Linked DNA regions of Gossypium arboreum: all the other regions are linked to region 1. The links are chromatin contacts, called in public Hi-C maps. All regions are on one chromosome and are shown on one strand. The core of a region is the stretch at or near the end of the contact, and the rest is flanking DNA. Distances in the headings are between cores, read along the strand shown. Region 1 holds the start of LOC108458077 (U1 small nuclear ribonucleoprotein A-like). Region 2 holds the start of LOC108489395 (60S ribosomal protein L18-2-like). Region 3 holds the start of LOC108460493 (UDP-glucuronic acid decarboxylase 2-like). Region 4 holds the start of LOC108457828 (60S ribosomal protein L22-2). Region 5 holds the start of LOC108487056.

The links. A called contact is a pair of places that touch in the nucleus more often than the background predicts.
Region 2: a contact with region 1 is called in a Hi-C map of leaf, with 4 times the contacts expected there. The contact joins the promoter of LOC108489395 here to the promoter of LOC108458077 in region 1. A contact is called at or near these places in 2 of 5 Hi-C or Micro-C datasets (both in leaf).
Region 3: a contact with region 1 is called in a Hi-C map of leaf, with 2.5 times the contacts expected there. The contact joins the promoter of LOC108460493 here to the promoter of LOC108458077 in region 1. A contact is called at or near these places in 2 of 5 Hi-C or Micro-C datasets (both in leaf).
Region 4: a Hi-C map of leaf shows a contact between it and region 1, with 3 times the contacts expected there. The contact joins the promoter of LOC108457828 here to the promoter of LOC108458077 in region 1. A contact is called at or near these places in 2 of 5 Hi-C or Micro-C datasets (both in leaf).
Region 5: a Hi-C map of leaf shows a contact between it and region 1, with 4 times the contacts expected there. The contact joins the promoter of LOC108487056 here to the promoter of LOC108458077 in region 1. A contact is called at or near these places in 2 of 5 Hi-C or Micro-C datasets (both in leaf).

Annotation. Positions count from the first base shown.
Region 1 is chr8:124,486,783-124,489,482 of ASM2569848v2, forward strand. It overlaps LOC108458077 (U1 small nuclear ribonucleoprotein A-like), which reads left to right and starts at 1,292. Exons shown (of 5, transcript XM_017757318.2): 1 at 1,292-1,606; 2 at 1,695-1,867; 3 at 2,220-2,313. The coding sequence starts at 1,522.
Region 2 is chr8:124,295,404-124,298,161 of ASM2569848v2, forward strand. LOC108489395 (60S ribosomal protein L18-2-like) reads right to left here and starts at 1,454. Exons shown (of 5, transcript XM_017793927.2): 1 at 1,299-1,454; 2 at 1,117-1,206; 3 at 884-1,012; 4 at 598-780; 5 at 1-24. The coding sequence starts at 1,301.
Region 3 is chr8:124,742,317-124,745,016 of ASM2569848v2, forward strand. LOC108460493 (UDP-glucuronic acid decarboxylase 2-like) reads right to left here and starts at 1,314. Exons shown (of 7, transcript XM_017760008.2): 1 at 457-1,314; 2 at 218-365; 3 at 1-41. The coding sequence starts at 1,074.
Region 4 is chr8:124,661,236-124,663,935 of ASM2569848v2, forward strand. LOC108457828 (60S ribosomal protein L22-2) reads right to left here and starts at 1,403. Exons shown (of 3, transcript XM_017756987.2): 1 at 1,247-1,403; 2 at 905-1,149; 3 at 108-400. The coding sequence starts at 1,134. The coding sequence ends at 256. It overlaps LOC128280015 (small nucleolar RNA SNORD14), which reads right to left and starts at 772; the gene lies at 649-772.
Region 5 is chr8:124,335,033-124,337,732 of ASM2569848v2, forward strand. LOC108487056 reads left to right here and starts at 1,336. Exons shown (of 1, transcript XM_017791276.2): 1 at 1,336-2,193. The coding sequence starts at 1,543. The coding sequence ends at 2,070.

The sequences.
Region 1 (2,700 bases), core at 42-2,541:
GCCCATTTCTGTAAATAATTTCGGAAATGAGCCTTTATTGGTACTAAACACACTTATTAAAGTTTCAAATAAAAATTAAAAATTATTTCAGTTCAAATGGTAAATGAAAAAGTTTTATATGTATAGTGTCCATAGTTCAAATATCATTATGGATAATTTTTATTGATTTATATAAAAGACAAAAATACTCTCACAATCATATAATTTACTTTGGAAATAAGATAATTTTTTAAATAATTCTCTAACTAAATTAAATTTTATTAATGAATAACACCAACTCAATAAAAAAAAATCATAATGTTGCCAGCTACTCCACTTTGCCTTACCCAAATTTAATCCATTTTATCAAAATCTCAAAACACTTGAATAGAGATTGCAATTGAATGACGTATTGATAATTGTCTTATCCACTTTAGTCCACTATTCTTACATGAATATCCAAATTTATCTTTATTTTTATTGATATCCACTACCTCTATAATCCTTTTACCATATTTAATTTTGTTTTGTAGTATTAATATATCAAATTAATTATTTTTCACATTGTTATATCATATTATAAGTTAAGCATGATCCAATATTTATTAGACCAAGGCATTCAACTTATTTAGCAGCTAATCAGAGAACACTTGACCTAACAACTACCTATCAATATTTGGTAATCTTGCCTAGAAGTATCCCCAACAATCAAGATTTTAGGGCCAACAAACTTACACATATAAACACGAGTTTGATTACGAAACTTCTCACCTTTTATCTTATTTCTAAATTTATATTTTATTGATATCAAATAGAATAATTACTTGTTAAAACATCAAAGTTAATTAGTTACTAATTTGAAAAAAATATTACTTTACATTAATTACATATAATAAAATTATATTATACGTGACATTTATTTAAAATATTTTAATTATCATTTGAAAATTTTTCATCGTGATATTTGAATCAATAAATTAATGCATTTTAATTATACTCAATAATTTAAATTAAAAACGTTATTTTTAACGAATCATTGCAAATAATAGCATACTTTTTTAAAAATTAATTAAATATTAGAATAAAAAATCATTTAGCTTGAAAGGAAAAAATAAAGCTTTTGATTTGATAATGAATTGATGTAAAATCTATGAAATTACTCAAAAAATTGACTTTCCAGACTTATTCCTACAGAGATTTGTGGATCCTAATTTGGGATGAGACTTGGACATGCTTATTATGTTGGTATCTTAATCTTAGAGATTAGTAGATGATTCTCGTATCTATCATTTTAATGGTTACTGTCAAAGCGAACCCTGCCCAAATACCCAAAGAGCATGGCCATTGGCCCTAATCGAGGAAAAGTGATCCATCTCAGCCCAATCTTATCTCAACCTTTCCGGATCTTCCCTGTCAACTCTTCTGCAACCGATTAGGGCAGTTTGACCCTAAAAAAAAAAAACCCAAGTTAAACCTCCATTTTGCTCGTCTCACTCATTCATTGCTGCTTGATTGTGGTTAGAGCTTGAGCCAGGGGGAAACATGGCGGAGATTAGTCAGGATGAAGAAATTCCTCCCAATATGACATTATACATCAACAATCTCAACGAGAAGATCAAAATCGACCGTACTTATTTCAATTCTTTATTCAAATTAAAATGGATTTACATTGATTTTTTCTTCTTACTTTTTTTTTCCTTGAATGATGTTTGCAGAGTTGAAGAAATCGTTGCACGCAGTCTTTTCACAATTTGGGAAGATATTGGATGTGTTAGCATTTAAAACTCTGAAACATAAAGGTCAAGCTTGGGTTATTTTCGAGGATGTTACCTCCGCTACCAATGCTCTTGGGCGAATGCAGGGCTTTCCTTTTTACGACAAGGAAATGGTATACGCAGTATTTTTTTTTTTTCGAATTTTTTCTACCTCTGCATATTCGACAATTTTGTTTCTTCTGGGTTTTCAATTGATTTCTTTGTTCAGATTCTTCTTTTATATTTGACTATATTGGTTTGTTAGCCTTTTGTTGTTAGTGGAAAATGCATCAAATGACTGGGTTTCTTTTACTATGTCGAAAGTAAAAATAAAATAAAAAATCAGAAGTATATGAAGTATTTATGGACACCTAAGTGGATTTTCTTTGTATTCCGGTGATTCATGTTAACTGTGTTCTCTGCTTCCATAAAGCATTAAAACCTTTGCTACTGTGAATAATGTATGTAATGTGCAATTATTTGCAGAGAATACAATATGCAAAGACTAAATCTGACATAATAGCAAAAGCAGATGGCTCTTTTGTCCCCCGAGAGAAGCGAAAGAGGCATGACGAAAAGGGTACTTTCCACTTTTTCTTTCACCTTTGGTTAGAAACGCTAACAATTGAGCAAGTAATATCGGTGTTGTTGCATGCCATTGTCTATGTATGTGCATGCAATTAGTATTGCTACAAATGTTGTTAATAATAGATTCTTTACTTCTACTTGGATTTATAGCCTTGAGTTTTTTAGACCTGCCTTCTAATTTTGCATGTCTTACTATTGAGATGTTGCTGATCAATTTGACATGCCCATTTAGATGCATTATAAATTGCCTTAATGTCAAAATAAATCTCCCTCCTTCAGCTCCTTCCTCTTCTGACTGTTATTTTCTTTTGCCCCACCAATTAAGTCATTAGTTTTGCCGGCATTGTTACCTTTGGTGCACATTAAGGTGTTGATGGGG
Region 2 (2,758 bases), core at 204-2,703, 190 kb before region 1:
ATTCTTTGGACCTCGAAGGAGAACCTGCATATTTTCAATGTAGAATTTAAGTCAATTTCACCATTGCAGTATGTAGATCAGTAATTGATAGCAATTCTTTTTGTCAAAGCTTCAAATGAAATCTGTTAAACCAATAGAGAAACAGGGAAATGATATGAAAGACATAATTCAAAGAGTATAATCTTTTGAAATGAAAGTATTTCACAAAGGTGGATTGCACAAAATAAGATATAATTTACTTTGTTAAGGCGAACCTACACCTGCACTTTAGAACTGCCATAATCATACAGTGAAATACTCAATTGACCACTGCAGGAAGACAGGAGGAGGAACACTTTTATCTATACAACACAGAAGCCCAAAACTCAAAACTTAGTATGATTTGAGCTATTAGAACTTCGCCCATTCATACAATTCAAACCAAGTTTTATCATCAATCCTTCCTACCAAAAAATGATTAATATATGACATTCCAAAGCTAGCAAAAACAAGTCAGCAATTCCAAACAACAACCAGATAATTTCAGTTTCGAGATGACTAGTAAACAATTGCAGAATCCAGGCAACTGAAGTAAAAGATTTGTATGATAAAGCATACCGTGTTCTGTCCAAGAGGTGCTCGAAGAGCAAGTTGGTCAAACGTTAAACATTCCCCACCAGCCTTGTCAATTCTCGCCCTCGCTGTCTTAGTGAACCTTAATGCAGTAACCTTCAGAGCGGGAACTTCATATATACGAATGTCATCGGTGACAGTTCCAACTACCACTGCAATCTTATCCTCCTACTTGATCAAACCAATAATAAGATCAATCACTCATCACACAATAATTTAAATTAGAAATTGGAAAAACCTTAGAAACAAATTCAAAAGAAAAGTGAGTCACCTTGCCCTTCATGAATTCAATCAATCTGGATAGAGACAGAGGAGGCTTGTTCACTTTGCACATAAAAAGACGCTTCAAAATCACAGCATTGAATTTGCTGCCAGTCCTTCTTACCAGAAATCGGTAAAGCTGATAATGGATGCAAACACATTTAAAAACATTCAAATTTCCTTCATTAAACCAAAAAAAAAAAAAACAAAAGCACAATGAAACGACTGGAACAGAGCAGGAACCTTGACGATGAGTTTGAGGTAGATATCATCGGACTTGGGAGCAGTTCTCTTCGTCTTCTTGCTCTTGCCGCCGGCGACCAAGTCGATACCCTGAAATTGCAAAGAAAAGAACAAGGTTCAAAAAAATATTAGAAAAATAAAGATATGGCTCTGAGTGAGGGTTTGGGAGAGGAAAGAGATACCATGGCCTGTGAAGCTGATACGAGGGGGAAGGCAGTGCCTAGTGAGGGAAAATGGCCTTAATAGCAACTTAGTGTGAGAGACCTAGGGTTTTAGAAATCTTTCCCATTGAGATCCATTAATTCCAATGTCACCAGCTTCTTTAATCCATTGATTTGATGAGTCCGGCTGTAGTTCTGAGCTTATTGGGGCCAGAAACGGATGAATAAATTTGAATTTGAAGTTCAGAGGCCCATGTTAAGTTCTCTAGCCCAAAGCATTGCCAACTTTCTCAAATCACAAGTGTTAATTTTTTTCATTTATTATTGTATTTAATTATTTAAATATCATCTACAAATATATTTATTTAAATATCATTAATCATTATATTTATTTTTTAAACATTTCATTAAAGTATTTAAATATAATTTTTTTTAAGTTTCCAACATTATATCTAAATTCAACCTTTTAATTTTCAACTATAACATTTGACAGCTAAACATTTACATTATGTTAAGTTGGAGAGAATTAGCAATGCATTACAGTCCAATTCAGTGGGCCCATCACAAAACTATTATTTGATTGACTACAATAAACCATTATGACTCGTGTTGAATACAGGCTTATATAGGAAAGAGGTAGCATGCCATTCTCTAATAAACAGGTGATTCAGGGCATGGGTGAAACAACAAATTAGCCCAAGGTTTCAATTTTACCTCACATTTTTCCCTCACCTTTAAAATCCCCAATCTATATCTTTTCCTCTTTTTTTTCATGTTTGTCCCCTCTATTGTAATCATTAACAAATGCCTAACATTATCTTTTCTCTACTTAATTTAAACCCTAAAACAAAATACTTAGCCTATTTGCCAGTGCCGATTTGACTTCCTCACTCAACTCGACAACCCCTCCCAGTCCCTTAGCTTGCTTGCTTGCTCCACCCACAGTTGAGCCTCCGGTGTCGATTTAATTATAGGTTTCTCTCTCTCTCTCTCTCTCTCTCTCTCTCTCTCTCTCTCTCTCTCTCTCTCTCTCTCTCTCTCTCTCTCTCTCTCTCCTCTCTTCCTCTCTCTCCCTCTCTTCCTTTCTCTCTCCCTCTCCCTCTCTATCTCTCTCTATCTCTCTCTCCCCTCTCCTCCCTCTCCTTCTCTCTCTCTCTCTCTCTCTCTCTCTCTCTCTCTCTCTCTCTCTCTCTCTCTCTCTCTCTCTCCCTCCCTCCCTCCTCTCTCTCCCCTCTCCTCTCTCCCTCCCCTCTCCCTCTCCCTCCTCTCTCTCTCCCCCTCCCTCTCTCTCCTCCCTCCCTCCCTCCCTCCTTCCCTCCCTAGAAAAATGTGCTAAACCATTAATTAAATTTATTAACTACAATCTTAATAGAAAAATGTTCTAGAATTAGCTTTTAAAAATCATAATAATCTATTTGGTTATGGAATTCAAGTTCAATCTCTAGCTTAAGAAACTAGATCATTCTTGTACTATATTTCAA
Region 3 (2,700 bases), core at 64-2,563, 260 kb after region 1:
TTCAGCAGTACGCTTTCCCTCATCGTAACAGCTTCGGACACCTGTCCCATATTTTCATTACAAACTTTTGAAAAATTGTAAGCTCGGAAAGGTTCTGTCAGAGACACGCGTCTAAACTACACCTAGATCTGAACTTTAACATTAAATCTCACTTTACATAAATGTCCCCAACATGCCTACCATTTGATGTGAAAAACATAAGCTTTTGATGGCTAACCGATGGGATTGACGTTGCCCCAATAAGTTTCTTTCTGAGGATGTTGCAGTGGATCTCCATAGACTTCGCTTGTACTGGTCAACAAGAACCTAGCACCTACTCTTTTTGCCAGGCCTAACATGTTCAATGTTCCCACCACATTTGTCTTGTGCAAAACACATGGTTTGGTTAAAGAAACAAAACAATTAACATGCTTGCAGTAAACCAGTAATAATATTTTGAAGCAATATAAAGGATATGATAGTTTTCACGGGATTGAATTTGTAATGAACTGGGGAAGCTGGGCAAGCGAGATGATAGATTTGGTCAACTTCCAACAGCAACGGTTCAACGACGTCGTGTCGGATAAGCTCGAAGTTGGGGTTGCCGAAGTGGTGCATCACGTTCTGTTTCCTTCCGGTGAAGAAATTATCAACGACGATCACGCTGTCTCCTCTGGCAATCAGACGGTCCACGAGGTGGGATCCCACGAACCCGGCTCCGCCCGTTACCACGATTCTTAAACCTTTCCGCTTCAGCCCCAACGGGATCTTGCCTGTCGGGTTGGCCGACCCGAACCCGAGGCGGTGCGCGGAGGAGAACTTCTGTTGGGTCTCGATGGGGAAGTAGGTGATGGAATCGGGGATCAGGGTGGTGAAGCGGCTATGAGGAGCGACGTACGGAGCGGGTGAAGTTGGGAAGACGGTGAAAATCAGGGTGGCGATCGCAATGCCGATGAAGACGAAGAGGAGGCGTTGTTCACGGAGGAGGTAATGGATGGGGCGGGTGACGGAGGCCCATGGTTTTACGGGTTTGGGCGAATATGAATCTGAAGAAGGCTGGGTCTCAGAGCCTCTATAAATCAGCTCCGACCCCATCGTATTTTCGACTTCCAAGAAAATCAAACTCGATTCGTAAGAAATAATTCAAAAGAATTTGTTGAAGTGAGTAGCCGGCGTGTAGAAGCTGAGTTGGAATGGAGGTGGTGGTGTTAAACAAGAAATGAAAACAGGGAATTCTCAATTCTGGCCTGAAGAATAAAGGAGGAGAATAAATATAAATAAGGGTTTAGGAAAGGTATGACATTACGGAAATGGCCTTACTTTTTCAAAGCTATTTTAGTTTGAAAATTAAAAAGGTACCGTAATGTGGACAAATTTTAAAGGAACTTTTATTACCAAAACGGTCCGTCATTTCTGGGCTTATTACAAAATCTACCCAAATTTTGGTATGTTTAAAATATTTTTGTTTTTCTCCACATTCAACCAAATATTCTTCACTAAAGTTCCGCCATTTATTGCTTTTAACGTGTGTATATTGGTAGATAATTTTATGTCTTAATGTTTATAATTTTGCTAATTTATTGTTTTTAATTAAATTTTATTATTACTTTTCTTTTAAAAAAGTTAAATTATTTTTAAACTAAACGCTAACTAAAACATAAATTATTAATGATGTTGTCATGACAACTTGCATGATAATTTGTGTTTATTTCATGTTGATATGACACTATTTAACTTATATACCATATATACAAATAATTTAAAAGTTAGAAAATATTAACAACACAAATAAATTCATAATTTTAAAAAATTATAAAAGTTCATAAAATTCTTTTAAAAGGTTAAAGATTAAATGCAGCTTAAAAGAATAATGATTAAATTAGTTAAAACATGTAGACGTGACATTATACATAATAAATACAACACATGGTTAAAAATGAGATTAGTTATGAAGCATGCGAATGAGGGGTTTGAATTAGTATAAATTGGAATTTGAGTATGAAAATGAAATGAAATGAAATGAAGGAATGGGCATATAAATTTGGTGAAGAGAGGATGTCCATTTTTCTTGCGTAGGTGGTTATGCCAAATGATTACGTTTTCCCTTATTCTTGTTAATTTTTTTTTTCTTCTAAACGACAAGGGATTTGCACGTTTTAGATCAAAGACAAGAGAAATAGGTAAATACTATGTTCACTTCACAATTCATCCTTAATTAGAGTTGGGTGGCTGCTGCCTTTCCTTCTCATTTGCAAGGTCGTTGGCGCCCACATCTTAAGCGACGTTGACTTTCCTCCCTGCACGTGCCTCCCATACTTTCTTTTTCTATGTTTTAAATCTCAATGAGTTGGTGTCAAGTTTTACACCAAGTAATAGATTTTAGATAGGAAGCAACCTAAAAGAAATCAAATTTTATACATAAATACTTCCTCGAAAAACGATAATCTTTGTTGGCTAACACCATAAATTCCATCCCAAACTCCTACATAATTATACTACATTGGTAGTATCTAAAAAACCACCTAATAATTTAATTTGGATGTAATTGTTCATAATTACACAATGATGATACGTTTAGATAACTATTCTATCAAGTTGAGTGTAATTGTTGTATTCCCATTATAATTTTTAATTTTAATGGAGATGAGAATTAGAGTAATTACACGTAAATCCAAATTTAAAAATTTATTTGTATACAAGTTACAAAAATTATATTATGAA
Region 4 (2,700 bases), core at 153-2,652, 170 kb after region 1:
CAGCCATGAGCATATCAGTGAAATGAGAGCTCTAAACAATCAACTCATGAAAAGAAATATGCATCCTTCTTTTATAGAATCTAATATATTAATACATAAACAAAAAATTTTAACTATCAGCAACCAAAACTTCATTGAAAATAAAGCCAAGGGTCAAAAAGCAAACCCAAACAAGTCCAACGATTTGACACAAACAAGTTTCCTCTGAACTAATAAACCAGATAGGTAACAGAGAAAAGTAACTGAACTGATTGCTCATTCTTCCTCTTCCCCTTCATTCTCAGCAATATTGAAGTAGCGGAGTTCATAAACATTACGGTCCTTGTTGGAAGCAATCACCCGAAGCCAATCCCGGACGTTGTGCTTCTTCAAGTACTTCTTAGTCAAGTATTTAAGGTACCTAAAAACCAAGCAACCGTCAGCCAAAACTCAAATTAAAAGATGGTTCTTTCCCCTTTAAAACAAAGAACCAAATACCACAGAAAAAAGTGTACACAATCAAGGAAGAAACAATGCAAAAGAATTGTCATCATTGGTCATAAACCAAAACGCTTTATCTGTCATATCTTTAAAAGGATTCAATTAAAATTATAAAGCAAACAAAAAGCCATTCCCCTACTAAGTAAAGACGAGAGTATCAACTAGGAAGGCCTCAGACATCCAAGGAAGGATTAAAGCAGCAGAAGCTCTCAAGCCCGGCGAAGGCGAAAGCTCTCAGGCGGCCACTGCGAATGTTTTGAGAAACAAGCCTTAAAACTTGTCATCATCGACCTTAAATTAACCCTAAATCTAAAAGATTTCTGCCATTTTTGGTTGCTTAAGATTCAAACAAACTTTAAGATCTATATATACGAGTGGTTCAAATAATACAACCAAAAGATCAAAAGAGAAATGGAGAAAGTACCGCTTAGAGAAGTTGGAGTCAGAGGTAACGGTGATACGGGTCTTGTCGCGGGTGACAGTGACGGAGTCACCTAGAGCACCGGCTTTGCCACCAACCTTGATCCTTTCCTGAAGAAACTTCTCCAAAGAAGCGATGTCCATGATCTTATCCTCAACCGGCTTCGCACAGTCGATGGTGAAGGAGGCTCCCTTCTTCTTTCCCTTAGCTCCAGCTGCTGCACCACGACTCATCCTCACACCAACTCACTGCGTTTTCACTTGGTCAAATCAATTAAAAAGAAAAACAAGAGAAAGACTAAGACTAACAGCAGTAATAGAGGGAGAGCGAAGAGAGAGAGAGTACCTTAGCACTGTATCTTCGTTATTGAAGACGGCGATGTCACAAATGCTTGGTGCAGAGGGTAAAGAATATATGGATTCCACACTAGGGTTTTTCAGTTTTGGAGTGTTAGAGTTGGGCTTTTTAGCTTGCCTAAGGTTTCGGCCTTTCTCTGCTTAAATGAAAAAACGGATACTGATGCGACCATCCAATGTAAAGTCAATTCTTATGGCCCAAATTATTCAGTGAATGAACCTGGATTTTAAATTGTGTAATTAATTCTAATAGTAAACGTGATATCGGTTTGGTAGGGTCGAATTTTTTTATATTTTATGAATCATCTATTATAATTTGGTTCCTCTTGATTTAGTTTTTGACTTTTTTCATATTAATTTTTTGTTTTAAATTTTTAGACTTATTTTGACAAAACATATTTTATTTTATAACTTTTGAATATTATTTAACAAAATTTTAAATTATTTTCACTATTTTAAATAAAAATATTTATTTTATATAATAAAATTTTAAATTATTTTATATTAAATAAAAATAGAATTCGGTTCGGTTCCTATAACAACTCGAAATTCAATGGTGTGAGAAAATGCGATTTCAAAACCTAATTTTCATAAACCGCGTCCGTAAATATTAAATAAAAATATTTTCGGGGTTATTATAAAAATATGTTGAAGTTTGACTGAGCAATTTAACCGAAAATGTGATTAATTAAGCCTCAAGGACTAAATTATAAAAATTTAATTGTTATTAAATTTTAATTAACACAAGATTTGAGGACCTAAATAGAAATTAAACAAAGGTCCAAAATGGTAATTAAACCATTTTTAAATTGTTGATGGTGGATGATTATGTGAGAAACCATTAAGCTTAATTAGAAATTAAAGTTGATTATATTTAATTAAATCAAATTAATTAATTTTAATTAACTATATAAGTTAAAACTAGAGGAGAAAATAGTATCATCTCCTTCATTTCATTTATCTACCGTCCAAATAAGAAAGAAAAACCAAACGAAAGCTTTCAAAATTGTAGGTATTCAGCCATTAATTTGGTAAGTGAAATCAAGCCATTTTCTTGCAATTTTTATAGACTTGTGATCATGGAAGCTTGATTTAACTAGCTTATGTACCAATTTGGTAAATTGATAAAGTTTTGGAAAGCTTTCATTGTTGATTAATTGAGGAATTAGGTTTGAAATTGATAGATTTTAAGCTTAGATTATTAAAAGGACTAAATTGTAAAGTTAATTTATCTTGTTTGTTAAGTTTGTTACATTGGGAACCAAATTGAATAAATGTAAAATCTATCATGAAATTATGTTATAAATAGAAAATATAAGGTCCCTAATGAAAATATATGAAATCAAATTTTAATCTGATGCTAGAAATCGAAGTTATGTTTATCCTGAGTTTAGGGACTAAATTGAATAAAATTTAATATATGTGGGTTTGTATTTGGATGTG
Region 5 (2,700 bases), core at 86-2,585, 150 kb before region 1:
ACCTCATCAGCTTCAAAAAGACTACAACTGGAAAAATATTTAGCCTTAAAGAAATGACTAACTAAACTATTTGCATTTGAAACCAATCCACAACCTGCTTTCCCAATAACGCCAAGGTAAAACAATAAAAGTCTATAAATCCTATGCCGCACCACTTCTTAGGGACGCATAGACGATCCCACATCGTCCAGTGAACTCCTTTACGACAATTTCAACTAGAACCCCCACCAGAACAAGTTCAACATTCTATGCAACTTAGCACATAAAGGCACAAGCAACAAAAACACACTCATGTTGTACACGAGAACACATTGAGTAACATTCTTTATCAAGACCTTTTTACCTACCCAAGACAATAACTTATTTTGCCAATGAAAAATGCATTTACTAATATGCTTCTTGATAAAAGCAAAGGCTTGCCACTTGTTACGACCCACCAACGAAGGAAGCTCGAGATAACGCTCATGATCAATAGGGCTATTAATGCCCAACATAGATTTAACTGAATCTTGAATGGTGCCACTAGTGTTTGAACTAAACATGATTCCTGACTTTACAAAGTTAATTGCTAGTCCTGACGTCGTCTCACAGAGTATCTCCTTACCACTGTACATTCAGAATCAGTGGCCCAAAAGAGCAAAAAATTGTCATTAGTAAATAAAGTGAGAAATATTGAGACATCGTTTACAACTAATATACCATGCAATTCACCTCGTGATTTTGAAGATGGTGTTATTTTATTCTCTAATAATTGATAAATAAATAAAATGTAAATCAACGAAATATAAATTATTTTGAAAAAAATGTTTTTAAGGGTTAATTCTATAAAAGGTTTTCAAACTATCATTCAAATTTTAAATGAATTCTTAAACTTTAAAATATTATAATTGAATTATTAAAATATTAATATTGTATCAATTAAATCTTTCTATAAGACTAATTATTAATTTGTTTATTAAATGCTACAATGAAGCACATTGAAAACACACAAATTAAATTCTACTCATTTTATAAACAAATTGAATCTAAAATATGAAAAGGGCGTATCATTAAAATTTAAAAGGATTTATTTTATTTTATTTCTCAACGATCTGTTGGAGTAAGTCTAATAATTAATCATCGATATTTTGTAGGTCTATTAAAGATAGATACTAAAAGAATTTTTTTACATATTAAATAATGTAGTAATACATGATGTATTTTAAATGTAAAATGGACTTAAAAATTTGATTAATATAATATTGATTATTAAATGATTAATATAATTAGCCAATTAACCCTGTTAAGCGTACACAAAGAATAATAGCTTACTCACCGCTTTAGAAATTTGCGTCCCGATTTGTCTCATTTCCGGTTAACAACGTGCTCCAAGACAGCCAAATACCATGTGGCCCTTTCCTCCCTTAAAGTCAATCATTACTCATCACTCATCACTCATTAACCAAAGCGGCCAACCCCCCGACACGCACTCGGTAACAAGGCATCTCCTTTCCCCTCATCTTCCTCCACTGTCCTCTTTCGCTGCCTAACCCAAACAAAGCAATGGCTTTCCTTCCGCCCACCGCCACTTTCACAGCCGCCCTCCTCCTCCTCTTCCTCCACACCCCACTGGCCACGTCATCCCCCCTCAACCTCACCGGCGACTCCCTTTCACCCTACGAAGTCCTCCAAGGCTACAACTTCCCCGTTGGGCTTCTCCCCCAAGGCGTCTTAAAGTACAAATTAGATGAATCCACCGGTCGGTTCCATGCCTACTTAGAGGGTTCGTGTAGCTTCTCACTGGAAGGGTCTTATCAACTCAAATACAAATCCACGATCAGCGGGATCATCTCCAACAACAGGCTCAAAAACCTGAGTGGAATCAGTGTCAAGATCCTGTTTTTATGGCTCAACATCGTGGAGGTTGTTAGAGATGAAGATGAGCTGGAATTTTCGGTGGGGATTGCATCTGCTAGCTTTCCTATTGACAACTTTTACGAGTGCCCACAGTGCGGCTGCGGATTGGATTGCGCTAATAGTAATGGGAAAGTAAGCAAACTTAGAATTAAGTCTTCTTTTCCTTCAATTTAGAGGAATTTGTGGGGGTAGAATAAATTAACTACAGAGGTTCATGAAAAACGGATTTGGATGAACCTTGGTTTAAATTGAATTGGGTTTTTAGTTAATCGAAATTGATGGACTCAACTTTTTTAATGGGTTTAGACCTTGAACTCATATTTATTTGTTGCTGTTTATGTGGTTGGTATTGGTTTCATCCTTTAAATGCTTGGTTTAGGGAAGAACTGATCAACCACACGTTAGTGATATGAGCAAGATAAAGCAAGATAATGTAGAATAGGTTAAAACATTAGTGCAACCCTTATTAATGCTACGAGCCAGATAGTTTAGAATGCTAAGACCATGTTAAACAGATCCCCATCCTGTTATTCTGCATTCTACTATAGAAGTTATTCACAAGATCGTGTACTCTAAACAATTTCGGAACAGTGATTTCCTGTAACTATTAAGCTATGTTGATAAGATTCGTGGCTAAGCATCAAATATCGGGTATGAGTACAACACAGGCAGGTTGATGTTTTTCTAGTCTTTTTTCAGATATATATACTTCTAGGTTGATCTTAGTATCCTTATGTATCTGATATTTCAAGAAAAATGAAGAGTTGGAATGAGGTAAAGAGGGCAGAATGGAGGACTATAGCA